Linked DNA regions of Triticum aestivum: region 2 is linked to region 1. Evidence: chromatin contacts called from public Hi-C data. All regions are on one chromosome and are shown on one strand. The core of a region is the stretch at or near the end of the contact, and the rest is flanking DNA. Distances in the headings are between cores, read along the strand shown. Region 1 holds the start of LOC123060653 (phospho-N-acetylmuramoyl-pentapeptide-transferase homolog). Region 2 holds the start of LOC123060655 (cytochrome P450 710A1).

The links. Hi-C and Micro-C count contacts between places; a contact is called where the count stands out from the background.
Region 2: a contact with region 1 is called in a Hi-C map of leaf, with 4 times the contacts expected there. The contact joins the promoter of LOC123060655 here to the promoter of LOC123060653 in region 1. A contact is called at or near these places in 2 of 5 Hi-C or Micro-C datasets (both in leaf) and 1 of 1 datasets of contacts at active chromatin or transcription factors (leaf).

What each region holds. Positions count from the first base shown.
Region 1 is chr3A:128,227,869-128,232,850 of IWGSC CS RefSeq v2.1, forward strand. It overlaps LOC123060653 (phospho-N-acetylmuramoyl-pentapeptide-transferase homolog), which reads left to right and starts at 1,332. Exons shown (of 8, transcript XM_044483451.1): 1 at 1,332-1,657; 2 at 1,940-2,017; 3 at 2,106-2,335; 4 at 2,768-3,218; 5 at 3,307-3,371; 6 at 3,861-4,054; 7 at 4,487-4,695. The coding sequence starts at 1,505. It overlaps LOC123060654 (a long non-coding RNA gene), which reads right to left and starts at 706. Exons shown (of 6, transcript XR_006428080.1): 1 at 113-706.
Region 2 is chr3A:128,365,905-128,371,232 of IWGSC CS RefSeq v2.1, forward strand. It overlaps LOC123060655 (cytochrome P450 710A1), which reads right to left and starts at 1,589. Exons shown (of 1, transcript XM_044483455.1): 1 at 1-1,589. The coding sequence starts at 1,589. The coding sequence ends at 146.

The DNA of each region.
Region 1 (4,982 bases), core at 82-2,581:
TTATAAGTCACCTAAGGTGAACACATGTGCTCCATTTGAATGCCTCAAGGCCCCCCAAATCAGCTGACCGCATCTCCAATATAAGAAACAAACAAATATGAAGGCGCCTTACCTCGGGTCGTCTCTGCACAGACGCAAGGATGAAGGTCCAGTGCTTCCTCGGCATGGTCGAACAGGAGGTGTTGCGGGCCGGCAGCGGGCAGTGGCTCAGCCTCCTCACCCACTCCTAGCGTTAGAGGGGAGCGATGGGAGGGGAGGAGGAAGGGTGGAGCAGTATGCGGCCTGACGATGGGAAGGAGACGCGAGAGGAGGAGGACGGGAGGGGAAGAGGAGTCGGCCAAGGCGGCAGCCGGCTGGATGAAGGAGATGGCGGCGAGGTGGGATTGGCTCTCCTCGACCTCGCAGAAGACGGGACGGCGGCACGTCGGCCACATCACCCGCGGCCGGGTACCCGGGCGAGCAGTGGCGGCGGCGGCCAGCGGCGAGGCAGGGAGGCGGGCGCGGCAGAAGACGAGACGACGGCACGCCGGCCTCGTCGCGCGCGGCCCCCATCTCTCTAGATGGGCGGCGTGAGGCCGGGGATGGGTGCCCGGGCGAGCGGCGGCGCCGGCGCCGGCGGCAGGGCAGGGAGGCGGGCGCGAGGTAGGGTTTGGATGGGGAGAGAGAGGTGAGGGCGCGGGCGCGAGTGCGCGAGGAGGCGGCGGCTACGGTTCACCAGGGGAGCCAGCCCTTTTATACGCCCACCACGCGAAATGACCAAAATGCCCTGGTGAGGGCATGATATTTACATTTTGTTGCCATTACTATTCATTCCAGCAGTAACTTTTTTTTATCCGACGGACGAGGTCACTCCAGGGCTCGATCCGACAGCTCGGATCGCATCAAGCGCGCAGATCCAACGGTCCAGAATCGCGATCGCTGAGAAGGCTTGTGCATCCATCCGTCTCTTATTTCTGGATTCTGGATTTATGTTATGTTTGAGATGCTCTGCATTTCAGATGAATAATAGATCTATAATCCTTTCGAAAAAAGTTAAACTCCCTTAGAATTATGTAGAACTTTGTGGATTTGCTTTTTTCACTAAATCACCAGTGCATTACTTCCTCGGTAAAGAAATATAAAAGCATTTAGATCACTACTAAAAGCAACGCTCTCTTATAGTATGTTTTACGGAGGGAGTATAAAATATGATCATAGATAGAAAAATCCGCTTTGTAGCGTGTTTCGACGTTACCAAAATGTTGAACAAAGCACCAGATGTCCAGATCCACCGCATAGCAAATGTCAATGTGCGAAGCGACGACCACTTTCCCCAAGGGAGAAAAATTGCTCCCAGGTTGGCCGAGGCCTCCAAAACAAGAAAGAAGTATCCAGCAAACACCCACCTCGCAGCGAAGCATTCCAAGAAAAACAGTAGCCGCTGTCCTCCGGTCGCCGTCAGAAAATACCCCTCGATCTCCGGCCATCTTCTTCCCCCGTCGTCCCCGCCGACGAAGTACCAGCCATGGCATCTCCTTCCTCCTCCTCCGCCTCCTGCTCCTACTACTCGTGCCCCGCGCCCCACCACCCGCGCTTCCGGCGATCCCTCCGGCGGCCGCCTCTCCCGCGGGTGCGCCCCTCCTCGACGCCGTCCTCCCGCCGACCCTCCGCCGTGCAGGTGAGCTCCTAGATCTCTCGATCCGCCCCAATTCCTCGTAGAGTTTGTTTTTCGCCTCGTTATTGCCGCCGTATTCATCGAAGCGTAGGCGACAGGTGATCTCCACCAGCTGCCATTTTTCAGATTTTTAGTTCCAAATGGTCAGGCCGTTGGTTGTTGCAGTAGCCGGTAGTCGCATGCTGATACTGCTGCGCGTTTCAGTTCAAACTAACATACGCCACCAAATGATTCACAAGATGGACGTGCGGTGGAATTGATCTCGCTGCTATTACCCTTCTTCAGGAGTCCCAGTTCGGAAGCATCCCATCCAGACCCACACGCAGGCGTGGTTCCATTCAAATCCCCACATCATTTGATGATGTACTGTGCTGTTTCTCTTCTTCAAATTCAGGTAGCAGTGCTGCACCACGAATTGGATTGTTTTACCAGTTGCAGTGACTTGGTGTAGGATCTGGGGGATTTCTCGCTGGTGCATCATGACGACGAGGATGATGCATTTGGTGTTGTTCTGTATTCAAGTGAGAGTGATTGGAGCGACGATGAGGTTGTGTTAACTCAAATTGGGGATGTTGAGTTGCCAACGATGATGACCGAGAGGCGCTTCAAGGCGGCAGAGGGTGCGATAACCATTGCTGCCCATAGGCTCGCCACCATTGGGAAAGGGCAAAGGAAGAGCAGGTAAATTATCTAGCTTTTCAGATCACAAGCGGAATACAAACAACTGTAGCTCATTCAAGTAGCTCTACAGCGATAAGTCATATACCATCATGATAATATGGCTAGGTGTCGGCATTGTATTACAACGAGTTGTATTGTATATTGTGTAATTTTCCAGCGAACATCACACACTTAACGAATATGCTGTTGTATAGTATAGTGTGTAATTTTCCAGGAATAATACACACTTAGCTGTGGAGTAATAATGGTAATATATTAAGATCATATGTGATGACCTTCCAGATTAATATTGTGCTAGAAAGGTTATGTAATTCTTATTCTTCACGGTCAACTGAACACAAAGACTGCCGAACCAATAAGAACAGATAGGCTCTTAGAAATGTGTTTGCTAGTTTCTGAGTTCTGACTAAAGTTTCTTACATCAATTCCCAGAACTCGACAAGGGCTGATGAATAATGTTGGGCTGATTGCTTTCCTAGCAGTGCAACTTTTGTTTGTCGACTGGTGTTCGTGGTGGATTGTTAGGCTACCTCTGGACTCATTTTATTTGACACGCCCTTTTTTAATATCAGCAGTTCTATCCACATTAGCTGGATTTATTTTTGCACCCATTGCTGATAGAATGAAGATTCATCATTTCCGGAGGAGAGGGAAGCCTATATCTCCATCCAACGGAAAACCAACCCCAGCAATGGGAGGACTGTTCTTCGTTCCGATTGGTATTTTGGTTGCAAGAAGAAATGTTGGTTCAAACTCAAGTGGAGTAAATGGAGCAGCTATAATAACCATCATATTTGCAGTAGTTGGGTTACTTGACGATATTTCAAACCTTGTCATGGATCGCAATCATAAAATACCTCAGTGGATAAGATTTTTGGTTCAGGTAAGTGATGCTTTTGTCAAATTATGATAGGGTGCCCTTTACATGTTACAGTAAATGCAACTTAGAAGTAATCTCGTATTCCTTGCAGACTGCTGCTGGTATCTACTTCTTTATCTGGCTGGGTTCTGCAAATATTTCAACACCATACAACATGTAAGCATTATTGCAACTGATGTGTGCCTTGAAGCTGGGTCAGTTTGATTTAGTGCTTGATCAGTTATGCTATCTTGTGATTGTGGTTGGTTTTTGAGTTGGTGTTCTTAACATGAAAAGCAAAATCTTTCTTAATTGCCTAAAGGATTGTCACAGAGTACAGCCCAAGGATCATACATCATTTTATCTGTGGGCTGCGGCCTCCAATGGTGTCACTTTATCTTAGTGCGTACTTACACAACTAATGTTGGTTTTGAACTCACGTTGGTAACTAGTACCAATGTTTACCTGTTAATTTTAGAGTGGATGGTGCTTTCCTGATTATACTTTGAAGATGTCTAAATTCCTACATCATATCTTGGTATACTGGGCACATTATATGACCCTTAATTCTCTGATCACGCGTTACAGGAAAAGATATAAAAAATATCACAGTTTAATATTTAGGTTGACTGTCTCAACTTTACTTATTCTACTTTGTTCATGAAGGAAATTCATTGTTCCTCTGCCTCCGTCATTTGGTCTTGCATTCATGGGGAAAGTTTATCTGGTTCTGGCTACAGTATGTTCTCTTTCCATGGGTACTGGAGTAACATTGGTTGATGGTCTTGATGGTTTGGCTGGTGGTGTTGCTGCTTTGGCACTCGTTGGATTGTCTGTTGCCGCTCTTCCAATTTGCTCGGGTACTTTGTTATTTCTGCCTATTAACATGTTTTCTCAAAGTTGTAATCCCGCATCGTAATTAATTCCTTATAGCATACTAGTTTTTGCTCCTGTCATCATTTTTTCGATAAAGGGTGACAAACCTATTTTATACATGACATCACGTAATGGTCTATTGTACCCATTTAATTTGTTCTGGAGCTTTTCATGCATCTATGCTCCACTTGCTGAAAAGGGTTCAACGCAGTGTTTTTAAGTTTGGAAAAAAATGTTATGTGTAGTCATTAGTCAGGGTAGATGGTGTATCGGAACTGAATTCCATAGTATGATGCAAAGGGGTCACCTAAATGGATACCTCCCTGTTGACTTCTTCGAATTCATCTTCATGATCTTCTACCTTTTGTTAAATCTAATGAGGTCTTGTGTGAATCAATTATTCACAATTGTTGCAGAGCTGAGTGTTTTTGGAGCATCTATGTCAGGTGCTTGCACCGGCTTTCTTTTACATAACAGATATAGGGCCTCAATAGTTATGGGTCGAGTTGGCTCTTTTGCACTTGGAGGAGCACTTGCTACAATTGCAGCATGTAGTGGAATGTTCATTCCTATGTTAATTGCATGCAGCGTCTTCTTTCTCGAGCTGCTTGTGGTAATATTGCAGGTATAGTACTGTTTGTATTTATCGTTTTACCTCAATAATTATGATATATGCTTACTGTTGACACCCTTTAGTTACTGTTATACATCATTTGCATGTGCAGTGAGCATGAGTTGAATTATGATATTTATTTGCTTTCCAGTGGATAGTGGTTAAACATGGAGCAGTTGATCACTGGATCATTCTGTCTCTGTCAATTGTGTGACTATGCTTTACACCTTTTATCACGATCCTGTGTCTAGTCATAATCGACATTTGCTATGATTCTGCAGCACTAAACCCTCTAGTTC
Region 2 (5,328 bases), core at 339-2,838, 140 kb after region 1:
AGCAGCAAACCAATGACAAACAAAACAATAAACTGATGAATGGACCAACCCGCGCTGGACAACAACTCATCACATCGACATGAAAGAGGAAGGGGCGAGAGCAGAGGGCGAAGGGGACAAGAGGACGGACCCAAGACGGACCAGCTCAGAAGGATGGGAACGTGCGGCAGCGCTGCTCCATGTACACGGCGCAGCCGTCCCTGGGCACGATGGTCGGCATGTACACCGGCTCGTCGCACCCCGGCGTGCCGTCCCGCCGGAAGTCGGCGACGGACACGAAGAGCGCCAGGAAGAGCACGAGGTGGTTCAGCGCGTACCGCTGGCCGACGCACTGGTGCGCGCCGGCGCCGAAGGCCAGGAAGTTGCGCTTGCACGCCACGTCCTCCCGGCGCGCCTCCGAGAAGAAGCGCTCCGGGTCGAACGCGTCCGGCGAGGCGAACCCCTGGAACGACGACTCGTACACCGACGGGAACACCATGGCCCCCTTGGGCACCGCGTACCACTCCGTCAGCTGGAACGCCTCGCCGGCGACGTGAGGCACCAGCGTCGCCGGCGGCCGGTGCCGGACCACCTCCCGCGCCACCGCCTGGGTGTACCTCATCCCCTGGATCTTCTCGGCGGTGATCGGCTTGCCCGACTCCGGCGACCAGGCCGCGGCCACCTCGGCGCGCACGCGGGCGAGCACGTCCGGGTGGGAGTCGAGCGCGGAGACCGCCCAGCAGAGCGAGGACGTGGACGCGTCCTGGGCGGCGAACAGGAAATCGAAGAGGAAGCCCCCGAACTCCTCGTCGCCGGTGTGCGCCGGCGGCGGCCGCCCCGCCGCCGCGGCCTCGTCCATCTCCCGCAGCGTCTCCTGCATCCAGTAGTCCACCAGGCACTCCGGCTCGCCGCCGGCGCGCATGCGCGCCTTGCTCTTCCGCGCGCACTCCCCGAGCGTGCGCACGAGCCGCGCCACGGCCAGCCTCGCGCGCCGGAACGCGAACCCGGGCAGGTCGACGGGGACGGACATGAGGCCGAGGTTGAAGAGGGCGTAGTCCTTGGCGAACCGCTCCCTGGCCTTCTCGGAGAGGTAGGAGCCGACGAACACCGTCTGCGACGTCTCCAGGTTCATGTCGCGGCAGGGCACCCGAATCGGCATGGCCTCGCCGGTGGCGGCGCTCTGGTCGAGCCACCGCCGGAGGTGGGCCAGGATGACGCGCTGCTGGATGGCGGCGTAGGTGGAGAGCGCGCGCGGCGTGAAGTTGGGCGTGATCCGGCGGCGCAGGTCCTTGTGGTCCTCGCCGAACATGTAGATGAGGTTGTGGTCGCCGAAGAGGCGCTTGCCGAAGGGGTGGCCGATGAGGTGGAAGGCGTCGGGGCGGACGTTGGCGAAGACGCGGTGGGACAACTCCGAGTCGCGGACGAAGACGATGAAGCGGCCGAACAGGAAGTCCGCGGCGAGGCCGGCGCCGGACTCCCTGGCCCGCGCCGCCTGCGCGTCCCAGAACCCCGTGGGGTCGCGGATCATGCGCACGGCGCTGCCGAGGAACGGCACGACGAGCGACGGGCCGGGCAGCGGGCCCTTCTTGCGGAGGTAGGACAGCTGCTCGACCAAGAAGTACATCGCCACCGCCGCTGCCACGACGAACGGCGCCGCGCCGCGCAGGTCAAAGAAACCGGCCGCTCGCAGCAGCTCCGCCATTGCGCCCGCCCAGTGCTGGCTCGCTGAGGTTATCGTGGAGCTCAGGGCTGGAGCTCTCCCTGGCCTGCACACCAAAAGAACACGAGAAATGTATTGAACCGGTCTGTCTACCGGGGACGGCGTATTTAAGCAGGAAGGTTGGAGTGGGAGCCGGCGGTCAAAGGCTGGCTGGGTGGCGCTGGGAAAACGAAAGGTGGTGGCGGCCGTGCTGGGTTGTGTTGGGCTGGCTGCACGGGCCGGGGCGGATTGGCTGGTGGCCTGCAGTCGCTGCGCGCGGCCGCGGGGTGGAAGAAACGAGGCGCGCAGACAGACGGGGGAAGCAGAAGCCGCGACGGGAAAAGGCCGGGGGACGTGGCCGCGTGCTTCTGGATGGCGTTTTGCACGGGAAGGGCATGGGAGTGGTGGCGACAGGGATGGGATGGGATGGGATGGGCGGGGCGGCGCACACTGGCACGCAGGCATGTCGCCGGATTTTGAAAAAGGGAGAGGCTTGCTGCTTTGCCGCCGGAATGTTTCCAGAGACTGAATTACTCGTCGTGTAGGTCCTTTGGGTTTTTTCTTCTTCTTTTGCATCGAATCATGGGAGCTTTATTAAGAAATTAACACCCTGTTACAATCATTCAGCAAGCACAGCGAGGAATGGTGTAGAAACTCTGAAGGATAAGAATTTTATAGGAAAAGTTCTTTTTAATCCTTTGGTTTGTAGGAATTTTATAGGAATTCTATAGGATAGGATTTGCAAAGGAAAAATTCCTTTGACGCCCTTTGGTTTATAGGAATGGATTCCTATTCCTGTGTAGGATAGGTTCAATCCTTCACATTTTGGAGGAAAAAAAACATTAGTCTAGACTTAATGAAAAAATTCCTATCCTATGCATCAAATGACATCTCTTTCTTTATAGGAATTGAGATGCATGTCATCTCACTTTCTATGATTTTTCTATTCCTATAAAATTTCTATCCTATGAACCAAAGGAGGCATAAGTCTTTTGGGTCGTAGGAACAAGATTCCTACTCCTGTGTAGGATGAGTCGTGCCATGCACACGGCAAAATTCGGACGATTCACACACGATGATTAAAACCGGCCGGACATGTGTGGCTGAAAGAGCACCGACGGCTGGATTTACATGTCTTGCATACGTCGGGCACAGGTATCGTGCATGGAGCGGTTTCGATGTAAAATAGTAACCAGTCTTTTAAATTTCACATCGTATGCTTTTTTCTGTTTCCATGATATTCATATGAACCAAACTAGCCCTGAGAGGATCCATCCAAATGTTAGACGACCCGTGAAAGTATGCCAAGCATGCCGAGTTTCGACAAAGAAAGGACAAGGGATTACGCGTGTGGGAGATAAGATTTTGATTAAAAGCTCTCCTTGTGTTATATTGTCCCTCAAATCAGAGCCACTGTCCATCCGCGGACATAGATATGGGAGCCGGCCATCCAGCCGTATTCGTCAAACGTCCTAACACATTTCAAACGGATTTGAACTCGAACAAATTTCTTGCAAACCAAACAATTTTCATTTTCAAAACCGGACCAAATTCATGGCATTTTTTTTACATATTTCATTAAACAAAAGCGGACATGACTTTTTTTAACCTAGTCTAAATCTTCACCAGCCCCCGGGGCAACCCTGTTCCACATCCTATTCTTCCCCACGTCTGGTGACCTTGACGGTCATGAGCTCCGGGAAGTGAAGCTGCGGGTCGCTGGCCACATGGGACACGAGAGGTGCCCACATGGGTGTCTCATGTCCTACTCTTCCTATCCAGAGTCCACCTTGTGGACATCGTAGGTCGAGGTAGGTTCCATGGTCGATGTGGATGGACCGGCCTCATGGTCGTTGTGGCACCGGGCGAATAGCGCGTGACCGTGACCGATGAGGAGTTGCTGATGTAAGCAACAATGTTCCCATCCATGATCGCCTGCGCCGCCTCGACCTCGATCTCCGTAAATAGGGCATGACTCTCCGCATGTAGGACGTGCAACCGCCATCGCTCCCGGAGGATGTCGCAGGAGCTGCACATGGACTGGTATAAAGCATGATGCTCATCCACGAAGGCCGAATTCTCCGTGACCATGGGCGCGACAACATCCTCATTCGCCTGCTTGCTGGCGAGTTGTCCCCTCGTGAAGTGGTGCTGCTCGAGGAGCCGGAGATTGCATTGGTGTTCCTCCCGCAACATCCGAAACACGGAGGTCGACAACGCAGACTGCACCAGCTCCTCCTCCTCCGCCATGCCGGCCTCGTAGTGCGCCTGTACCATGGTGAAGAGGGCAACTGGCACGGGCTCGTCGTCGGACGCCTACTCCATCGCCTGGTCGTCATTCTCTGAGTTCTCCTTCGGCGAGTCCGGAGGTTGTCCGACCTTTTATGCGTCGCGCATGCCAGGCCTGCCAGCTTTTGCAAGGGCCGCCATCTCATGCTTCTGCACCCTGAGAGCCACTTCCACGGCGGGTTGTCGGTCACCGTCATAGCGCAGGCAGTCGTGGACGGAGGACGAAGGAGAAGCGAAGGTGGTGCAATTTGCGTTGTGCGCAGTTGTGTTTATATAGCGAGCATCGGTCACGTAAAGCGATGGTTTGAATGCAGGCCGGGTGGTGGGTTTCTTAGGCGGCTGGCTTCAATGCAGTCTCTTCGTCGAGTCCGATTGCGTTGCTCTGAGGCAACATTGAGCCTCTTTACGGATGGATGGTTAGATCGGTCGCGCGAGAGAGGGGAGTGTCTGTGCGGGAGGTGTTTTGAGTTGGACCGTTTATAAGATGCGTATGTGATGGAGGTCTGAACTCCCGCGAAACCCCTTTGATTTGCGGAAAACGGACATGTGAACGTGTCCATGGACAAGTACGGGTCCACATTCAATGGCAAATTGCTTGTGGACAACTTAGTCCGAAGGTTTGCATACTATTCGACCTTCAGAATCGGACTACATAAGGTTTTCTTTTCGTGCAAGATTCGTACAATCATCGAGAAAGTAGTTTATTCATCAGCTCGTTTGCCTCATGACCCAATCGTTTGCCTCATGACCCAATAATTTTTGAAGAGGTTAGTTGATTCATCATGTGCCAATCGGCTGAGGCTCACACGCCATGCATGACACCCAGCCAAGCCAGGCCAAGCCGCCGCCCAACCGAATGGCGTCCCCTGCAGCCATGTCATGCATGGCGTCGCCCGCGATGCAGGCTCCCGGTCGTGGCGCAGCCCTCGCCGCGTTGGGACGGCAGACGGCGCGCAGTCCGGTGTCAATCAGCCGTAGACTAGCAGCGACAGGTAGCGCAGCCATGACATCAACCGCCGTCGGGCGGGCGATTACTTTGGCTGGTTGGTTTCGGCTACCGGTCCGGTCGCTGGTCCAGTGATTCCTGGCGGTGGAAAACTTGATCCCCCCCGCGCGCCGGTGGATTGGATTCCGACGGCCGACGTCGTTTTCCGATGTTCAACTTCAACTTACTACTACTATTCCTTTGAAACGAAAACTAGTCGAACCTTCTGGAGGGGCGGCTCCGGGTGAAGGGTCAATATTGTTCGTTAGCCCGACTTCATCCATATCCTCTGCTTCAATTCGCCCTAAAATCTGCACCTCATACGGGTCAAACTCAAACGTAGCACTGATATCTTGCACTATTAAAACTGGCCTAG